Linked DNA regions of Mus musculus: region 1 is linked to region 2. A link is a contact called in public promoter capture Hi-C data. All regions are on one chromosome and are shown on one strand. Each heading gives the region's core, a stretch centred on a gene start, on an enhancer-like site or on the middle of the called end of the contact. The rest is flanking DNA. Distances are from core to core; before and after follow the strand shown.

Region 1 (4,515 bases), core at 742-3,241, 120 kb after region 2:
GTAGCCAGACACATAGAGAGCTCAGCTTTCAGTTTTGGAACCGTGGAAGCCGAGAGTGTTAAGAAATGTCAGGATTTATTCACTGGGCTACCTTTCCCGACATGTTTTCTTTCCTTGGGTCCCTGACACTCCAGAGCCTCCACTGCCACCGAGGGGCACTTAGCATCTTTTCTGACTGAGCTGGTCAGTGCCCCTGTAACAGGGACAGAGGGGTTCCCTGAGGAAGAAGAGTCTCTGGCCCTGGGAAACCCTAGCAGTGAATCTAGACAAATGTTTCCATCTCCCTTTAGGCTGTGCTCTGGTATTCTTGTCTTTTGGTTGCTTGTGGAGGCCCAGAGCAGCAGGGAGGTCTGCACACGAGAAGCCTGGAGGATGGCCATTGAGAAGCCTGACGGCAGGAATTTAGCTCAAGCCCATTTTTGATGTAGCCTCGAAGATTGTTTATTCATTTCAAAAGCAGTATGCAGTGTTTTAATATGTGCCATGCAGAGATTGTAACCTGTTAGAATTTATACACTGTAAAATTTACCTATGCTTGTGGACAGTTTTATGAGATGGGGCAGTGGTTAGCGCCATGGTTCTCAACCTGTGGGTCGTGACCAACTGGGGTCAAACAATCCTTTCACAGGGGTCACATATCAGATATCCTGCATAGTAGATATTTACACTACAGTTTATCACAGTAGCAAACTTACAGTTATGAAGTAGCAATGAAATAATTTTATGGCTGGGGTCACCATGACATGAGCAACTGTATTAAAGGGTCACAGCACCGGGAAGGTTGAGAACCACTGGTCTAGAGTCACATTGCCTGTTTCCTCTGTCCTGAAAGGGAGCAGAGAAAGATAGAAGCCCTCAGTGCTAAAACCAAACCTCATCTGAAATCTTCCCCATGCGGAGCCAGACTGAACCCCGTGGCCCATCCTATCTGCCATTGCCTACTCAGGATCCATGGCTTCCTGCCAGGACACACTGTCATCACCACCCACGGAGTCCTGCAGGACAGTCCCAGCCTCTTCTGTGACCTTACCACAACCTTCTCCCTGTTGCTTGCTGGGCTTTTCTTCCTGAGCCTTCTGAGGTCACTGGTCTCAGGGCCTTTGCTTACTGTCAGTGCTTGTCCTGAGGTGGCACGTGGCTTCTGCCTTCCTTCTCCTCAGGCCCCTGCTCAGTCAGCCCTTCCCTGACTCTGTCTGGCCTGCTTCTCACTCTCTAGCTTCTTGCCTTTGTTTGAACTCATAACCTGTAGTATCTACCTGATATCACAGGGTTAATCTGTTTCTTTATCTTTGATATTATCTTCTCTTCTACCAGAACGCAAGCACCAGGAGAGCAGAGATTTTTACTTTTTGTTCAGCACATCTGTGGTGCCCAGGGCAGAGGGAAACTGTGTTTCTGGTGTCTCACCCTGGCACACAGTTAGGTATTCAATGCATGTGTGTTAAAAACACATTAGTTGTTAGCATTTGATATAGCAACTCCTTTTCCATTTTTTAAACCATCAAGCCTTTTATTTTTATTTTTTAAATACGTGGAATTTCAAATCCTGCCCTTTTCTGGTGTTTGTTTTTGTGGCATTATGGATTGAGCTTGGAGTCCTGAGTGTTCTAAGCTCTACCACCAAGCTGTATTCCTGTTGGCCTTCTCATTGGATGTAATTCTTAAAAATGTTTTCTTTTGTGATGAAGATTTTTTTCATAAATCCAGAAAAAAATATGCTCTAACGCCCTGTGATGAGGCGGACTCTTCTACTTTGTGTTTGCGACTGGCAGTTGCTTATCCTGTGTCCAGCTCCTCCAAGTAGATGGTGAGGATCCCCTCTCTCACAGAGACTGGGCTGGCAGAGGGGATGGGAACCAACTCCCTCATGACCTGCCTGATGGTCTTAGTTCCTTGTCAGATACATACTTTGTGGCTTACAGACCATTCAGTAAGTGACTCACATGAGCTGGGAAGAGAAACTTGCAGAATATTATTCACAGACTACATTTTTGAGCAACTGAAACTTTTGAGTCATGCTTGCTGCGTCATGGTGGCTGTGTTGTGCTGGTGTCTCACTGTGCCACGTCTGATGCCTGTCAAATTTCTGTTTATGTTCTGTAGTTGGCTTACTCATTGGACGCACAAAAAGCCTCCTGTTCTTTTCTGTTATCGGTGTCTCTCAACTCTTAAGCTAACAGATTTTTATTTTGGGGTGGAGAGGAAGTTGGGAGGGAGGTGAGTGTGGGCACGTATGTGGCACTGTGTGTGTACAGAGGTCACAGAGTCTCAGGAGTATATCCTCTCCTGCCGTGATGTTAGGGATCGAATGCAGATTGTCAGGCGTACACAGCAAACACTTGGCCCACCAAGCCTCTTCTCTTCTCTTCTCTTCTCTTCTCTTCTCTTCTCTTCTCTTCTCTTCTCTTCTCTTCTCTTCTCTTCTCTTCTCTTCTCTTCTCTTCTTTTCTTTCTTCTTCTTCTTCTTCTTTTTTTTTTTTTTGGTTTTTCGAGACAGGGTTTCTCTGTGTAGCCCTGGCTGTCCTGGAACTCACTCTGTAGACCAGGCTGGCCTCAAACTCAGAAATTCACCTGCCTCTGCCTCTGCCTCCCAAGTGCTGGGATTAAAGGCGTGCGCCACCACGCCCGGCTTCTCCTTTTATTTCTAAATGGGAACACCAAGAGTCCTCTGCAGAGAAAACAGAGGTGTTACCGATGGCATAAAGTGATAGAGCCTTTTTGGAGGGCAGTTCGGATGGTAAGTAGGACCATGCTTAAAACTGTGCTTATCTTTGGACTCGGCAATTCCATATCCAGAAAATTATCCTAAGGCTTTAAATATGAATAAATATAAGATAGGTGATCATAGCCTGGTTGTTTCAGTTTTCTCTTTTCTAAACAACTTAAAATACAACTATAAGGAATGAAGTCTGGTGCAGCCAGGAAATAGGATACTGCACGGTTGTTACGATTACTTATTGGAAAAGTGTTTTCACATCTGGACTAAAACAAATTTGGCTTCTATCAGACTAAAGCGTCTGCCTTGGTCTGTTTTCTGTTGGACCATTCATTACCTGAGGATGGGTACTGATCCTGAGCGAGATCCGCCGACTCATGGGTTGGAGGCTGGGAGCTGATACTAAAGTGCCAGCCTCTGGCAGAGGTCTTTTTTACTGCTTCACGGCATGGTAGAAGGCAGGGCATAGCTGGAAGGTCAGTAGAGGGCAAGAGAGAGGAAGAGGGAGGCAGACTCCCACCACGACAAACCTACTCCTCGGGAGAAGGCATTGTCTGTTCATAAGATACGGCGTGAAGACAAACTCCTGTGAAATAAGTACCAGCTAGGAACAGAAACATTGGCTCATGGTGTCACACAACAGAAGTTAAATTTCAACATGGTGGGGTTTGGTAGGTAGGGTACATTTAATGCTTCAAGTCATTGAAGAGCTGACAAGCCAGCCAGGACTCCACATACACTGAGGTGACTGTGCCTGTGGCTGTCATAACTTCCTTTCAGGCATTTACCACTTGCCTAACTCAAGGGAGCTTTTTGCAGCCTTACTGTGCGTGTAGACTGGATTGGAGCTTAGGGCTACCAGGATAAGGCTGAGTTCCCAGGGAGACAGATGTGCTGGGATTGTACCCTGTCATTTCACGTTGTCTTTCCTGCCCGCTCACATTTGCTGGTGCAGAAATGGCACAGGCCAAGGAAGAAGAGTGGGAGCAGAGGCTGGCAGTCAGAGGCTGAGAAGCGAGGCGAACGTTCAGTGGCTTCAAGTTCTAGGAAGACAGATATTGAAATTCAGAGTCAAGAAGAAGGAGCCTGACATCCCCTGCCTTCAACAGGAGCCCCGAAGGGTGCTGCAAAGGATGAGTTGCAAACACAGCCACAGATATGCAGGGGTACAGGATTTGGGACCAGGAGTGGGGAAACCCAACACAGATTCAGAAGTGGTCCAGCTGCTCCCGTTGTTAGACACAGGAACATGGGGTAGAATAGTGGAGTTAAAGTAAGGGAGGGGGAATAGGAATGAGATGTGCCGTGTTGGGGGCGGGGCTGGATGGAGTTGAGAATCCTGTGCTCTTGCCCTGCCAAAGAAGTAGGAAAAGAACTAACCTGTTAGACAGTAATATGTCAAGGTAACTTAAAAAGAGAGGAAGTTGTGTATGATAAGCTAACAGGCAGAAAGTAGAATAATAAAAAAAGTCTAATATGAACAAAGTTGAGGATGAAGAAGGAAAAATACAGAATAGGTGAGACAAATAAATAGTAAGATTATAGATTTAATTCCAAACATATGGAAATTACATTAAATATAAGTGGTGTAAATGGACTAAATTTTCACATTAGAAAGGTTACCAGAGTGCATAAAAAGCTGATGTCATAGACTGTTGTATTAACAAGGTCTTTTTTGTTGTGACGGCTGTGAAATGCTATGGGATGTTATCTACCCACGCGTGCTGAACGTCGCTCAGCTGTTCTGCTTGGGGAGCCTGGTTTACTGATGTTTGTCCTCACACTGGCTCTCCCCTGAG
Region 2 (4,549 bases), core at 881-3,380:
CGGGTCCTTTTCCTTCCTTCTAGGAAAACTGCACAAGCATACCAGGCTTGCACATTCACAAAATCATCCTGCTGCACACAGTGTTGGAGAGGCCCATTGAATGGAGAGTTCAGGCAGCTTACTACTTTGCCTGGCTACCTGCTGTAGCAGACCTGTGAACACTCACAAGGTCCCTAGTAGCTTCAAACACAAGGGCTGGTCAAAGGTAGCAAAGCAGTGAAGAATAAGTAAATGAGTTTGTTGCTGTTGGGAAATTTGGAGAGCTTTTGCCTGCTTGTCCTGTTATTTAAGTGACTCATTTGGCAACTGTTTCCAGTCTGAACTAAATGTACAGTGCTGTGTGTGTGTGTGTGTGTGTGAGTGCGCACATGCCGGGGAGAGCAGAGCAGAGCAGAGCGCTCAGCTCCTGGCCTTACAGACGGGCATAATAGCAAAGCTAGACCTTCCAGCTTTCTTGCTTCTTTGACGCATGAGGCAGAAACTAAGTAGGGCTATTTGTCTAAAGCCACAGACCTGTTGGCCAGAGCCAGGGTCCACACTTTAGAATTGAGGGTGGGGTGGGAGGGGGAGGTTCAAGTTCTGGGCGGGCAGTTGGTCAGTTTCCTCCTTTCTACTCATATCCACTCTGCCCTAAAGTGACAGTCCTCAATGACAAGTCTCCAGAAAGAGGCAAGGCCTCTGAGATGCCCATAACAGCTCATCGCCTGCACAGGTCGGCTGACACCTGCTCTTGGTAATAATGGGAGGAAGACACTGGCGTGGGAGTCGGAAGCCTGCGCTGCCACACCCTACCTACCTTGTTGCTTCTGGCCATGAATGTGGGGGTGGTGTTAAGTAAAATGTCAAGGTACTTCCAATTCCTTCTGCTGTTTCTAAGTCTCCAAACAAATAAGGTATAGGAAATTAAATCTTTTTTTAAAAAACTTTTTTTTTTCTTCCGAGACAGGGTTTCTCTGTATAGCCCTGGCTGTCCTGGAACTCACTTTGTAGACCAGGCTGGCCTCGAACTCAGAAATCCGCCTGCTGGGATTAAAGGCGTGTGCCAGCATGCCTGGCAAATCTTAACTTTTTGTGACTGGAAAAAAAAAATCTTTGTTTTGTTAAGATGCTGGGAAACTGCTTGGGTTGTCTTCCTGTGTGGAACCCCAGTCTGTGAACCAGGCCGGTTGCAGAAACACACTTCCACAGTTTAAGACTAAGGTCCTCTATTCTCAAACATTTTGTGCATAGTGGGAGATGTTGACAGCATGCAGAGACATTTTGGGGCTACCCTAGATCCTTCAGTAGACCCCAGAAAATCGGTCAGAGACATGAACGAACACCCCATTTTGCACGCTTCAGGGATGGGGGCTGACCCATTGCTTCTAGTCACTATGAAGCCTCATCAAGGGCTCTTCCTACAGTTGAGACCCTGCTGCCTGGAGCGCGGAGGACATGGCAAGGAATGGGTACAGGAGAACGCGGAGCTCCTCTCTCGTCTGGATGAACCCTTTCTAGAAAACAACACGAAAGTAAAGTGAGAAAGTGGGCTGAGGCCTGGGTTCAGATGACAAAGGCCAGCTTTGCTATGACTTGCAGTGAAATCTGTGCCACTTGAAGTGAGCTGGTTAGAGTCTGCAAAACCAAAACAACTTGTCAAGCACTTCTGTATTTGTTACCTCCGCTTAGCAGGTACCGCCATTCCCATTTACCCGGGAGAAAACGCGACCCGGGGAGGAGCAGAATCCCGCCGGGGAGCAGAGGAAGCCGGGTTGTGCTGGCTCTGCCTTCGGCTGGCCTCCTCCTCTGGCAGCCGCAGAGTCCGGCGGCGTCCCGGCAGCCGGCGTGCAGGGCTCCGGCCGCTGTCAAAACCTCAGCCTGGGCGCGCGCCGCCCCGCCCAGGCCCCCAGGCGAGCGGCACGCCCTCGAGCCGCCATTGGCTTGGTCCGGCAGCCCCCAAGAGTCGCGGCCCGAGCGGCTGTGGGCAGCAGCGGGCCGCCCCGCCCCCGGGGTGTCGCCCCGTAGGACGCGGCGGCCGTGGCGGTGGCGGCGGCGGCTGCGGGGGCTGCGGCGCCAGAGGAGGCGCGCCGTGCTGTGTGCCCCGCGAGCCGCTGCGCCCGCGGCGAGGTGAGAAGGGGCGCGGCCGGCGCCGGGGACCCAGTGGCGTCCGAATCCGGGAGCTCTGGGGTGGCGCGGGGCTCGCCGAGGGGCGAGGCGAATTTGGGGGCCCTGAGGCCTCGCTCTCGCGGGAATGATGCTGGAAATGATGCTGAGGCTCCGGCGTGAGACTTGCGGCTGCCGGCGGAGCGGAGTGTGAGCCGGTGAATGGGGTGTGTGGCATGGCTGGTCTCGGAGGGCGCATCGACGGGTCGCGAGTGTGCGTGCGAGCCGGCGTGCGTGGGCGACTCTGGCTGTGCGGGCTCCCGGGCGCCGGGGCTCCTGGATTTACGGCTCTCGAGTGCGCTTTGTGGGCTCGCGCAGTGGGCGTGCGCGCTCATCCTCAGCCCGGTGTCTGGCTAGTGGCGGGGCTCGCGGAAATTCTGCGTCTGCACCCGGCGGCGGTGCGTGTTCAGTGCCTGGGCTCTGCTCAGCCCGCCCCGGGGCACCTAGAGGTGCGCAGCCAGGGACCCATCTGAGTCTTTCCCTGCTCCCCTGTGACCCTGCTCTGGGAGTCAGGCTGCTGCCCTCTCCCTGTCCCTTTAGGGAATTCCGGACAGGAACTCCCATCCCATCCTAGTTTACTGCCCTCTCCCTGTCCCTTTAGGGAACTCCCATCCTATCCTTGGTCTTAGTTTTGCCATTCGTCTGAAGAGGGCTGACCCTGGGTGGAAGCGGATTAGGGTGGGAGGGCGCAGGGGATTCTCCGGAACGTGCGGGCCTAGGGCGACGGCAGCGAAAGCGGGACGACCACGGTGCGCGGGGTCAGGTGGCTCAGGGAATGGGGTCGGTGTGGTGACGCTAACTTTTTTTTTTTTTTTGAGATCAGGACTAAATAGAACGTGACTGCCCAAACTGTGATCTAGGGATGGAGTTTCCCGCTTTCTAAAGCTCGGTGCTTTCTTCCCTCCGCAGGAGCCTGGCGCGACCCCCAGCCGTGCGCCCCGCCCCGGCGCCATGCATTGCGAGGTGGCCGAGGCACTTTCGGACAAGAGGCCAAAGGAGGCCCCTGGTGCTCCTGGCCAGGGCCGCGGGCCTGTCAGCCTGGGAGCGCACATGGCCTTCAGGATTGCTGTGAGTGGTGGCGGCTGCGGGGACGGGAACCCGCTAGACCTGCTGCCTCGGCTACCGGTGCCACCACCACGTGCCCACGATCTCCTTCGGCCCCGGAGCCCTCGAGACTATGGTGTGTCCAAGACCGGCAGCGGGAAGGGTGAGTTCCACCGCACCAGTGTGCTGACCGCGGGCATGCTGAGGTCAGGTCTGTGGTACCGGTGTCTCTGCCACCGGCTCTGTAGGGATTCTAGAACTTCATGGAACTTCCTTAAGAGTTCCTTAATGTCTCAGTATCTCTGTAGTTGATTGGGACTCGCCTGTCAGTCTGAACTGATGCCTGGAAGCATCCAATTTAAACCAAATAGGCATGTTTGAGAAGGAGATGTGTATGTAGAAAGCTTACATTACATAATTTTGCTTCTATATGTTTCTGATGAAAGTCGTGTGAAATGTCAAAATTTTATTGTACATTAGTATCTAGTAATTTTTTCTAAGCAACGGAAGGCATATTTTGAACTATCACAGTCTCTCTAAGAAAGGAAGGAAGGAAGAAAGAAAGAAAAGACAAAACCAAATGGAGGATTTTAGTAGGACCTCTTCCTTAGGAACCTCAGTTTTCTCATCGGTCAAATTAGGAACTTATTATGCCAAATGATTTTTCTGACTCCTGACTTAAGTTCTTTTGAGCCTGTAATCTGGGTTGGGTCAAGTGTTGACTTAGAAGTGACTTTTCTGTGCTTGGTGAAGCCAAGGCAGGCCCAGAACCCGCTATGGGCAAATTCAGGGACAGGTGCTGGTAGACTCCTGAAGATATTCACCCAATCATAGTTAATTATTACCGACATGTTATTTATAGGTTTCATGTTAACAGATAATTAACCAGACATTAGAGATTGTTAAGGGATGTGCCGATCTGCCCGACCTGCCCTTTCGTTCCCCATTAGCCGAACCAGCAACTTTGGGGTTTGATCTCATCAGCTGCAGTACCTTTTTGGAATGAAAGCCAGTGTTTTGTAGTTGTAGACACCGCCAGCTCAGCACCTTAATCCAGCTTGCTTGCAGTTGCCAGCCTGGTTGGAAGACATAACTGTAGAGAGGTTTCTCTTCGGCTTTGTAGGAGAGAGGCGCTTCTTGTCTGCAGTCTCTTCTTGAATGTATTGAGTATTTTTGCTGGGATGCATATTTGAGGGAGAGAGAGAGCGAGCGAGCGAGCAGGAGGTTAGTAATGTTGGCTGCAGAGAGCTCCTCCGCTCCTGCGTTCCTTAAACAGTCCTTTCTCACAGTCATACCCATCTGCAGATCAAGGCTGCACCATCCTAGTGATGGTTGTCCCTCACATAAGTCTGTCTCCTTATCA

The links. Promoter capture Hi-C pulls out the DNA fragments that hold promoters and counts their contacts.
Region 1: a promoter capture Hi-C map of cancer-associated fibroblasts shows a contact between it and region 2, with 5 times the contacts expected there. The contact joins the enhancer-like site here to the promoter of Glis1 in region 2. A contact is called at or near these places in 7 of 39 promoter capture datasets (the 3T3-L1 cell line, cancer-associated fibroblasts, cranial neural crest and 3 more), 3 of 115 datasets of contacts at active chromatin or transcription factors (the NIH/3T3 cell line, astrocytes and kidney) and 1 of 9 other capture datasets (liver).

The regions. Positions count from the first base shown.
Region 1 is chr4:107,551,925-107,556,439 of GRCm38.p6, forward strand. All of the region lies in intron 2 of Glis1 (GLIS family zinc finger 1), which reads left to right. Among named protein-coding and RNA genes, the nearest start is that of 4930552P06Rik, 43 kb to the right of the region's middle. Within about 2 kb of position 1,992, at least 55 of the 459 cell types and tissues checked have an H3K27ac peak or open chromatin away from gene starts, as enhancers often do. A contact at or near this core is called in the NIH/3T3 cell line and cancer-associated fibroblasts, where this site is marked.
Region 2 is chr4:107,432,589-107,437,137 of GRCm38.p6, forward strand. It overlaps Glis1 (GLIS family zinc finger 1), which reads left to right and starts at 2,131. Exons shown (of 11, transcript NM_147221.2): 1 at 2,131-2,309; 2 at 3,052-3,349. The coding sequence starts at 3,094. Gm46866 (Holliday junction resolvase MOC1, chloroplastic-like) reads right to left here and starts at 2,667. Exons shown (of 2, transcript XM_030253946.1): 1 at 1,692-2,667; 2 at 1,189-1,493. The coding sequence starts at 2,477. The coding sequence ends at 1,845.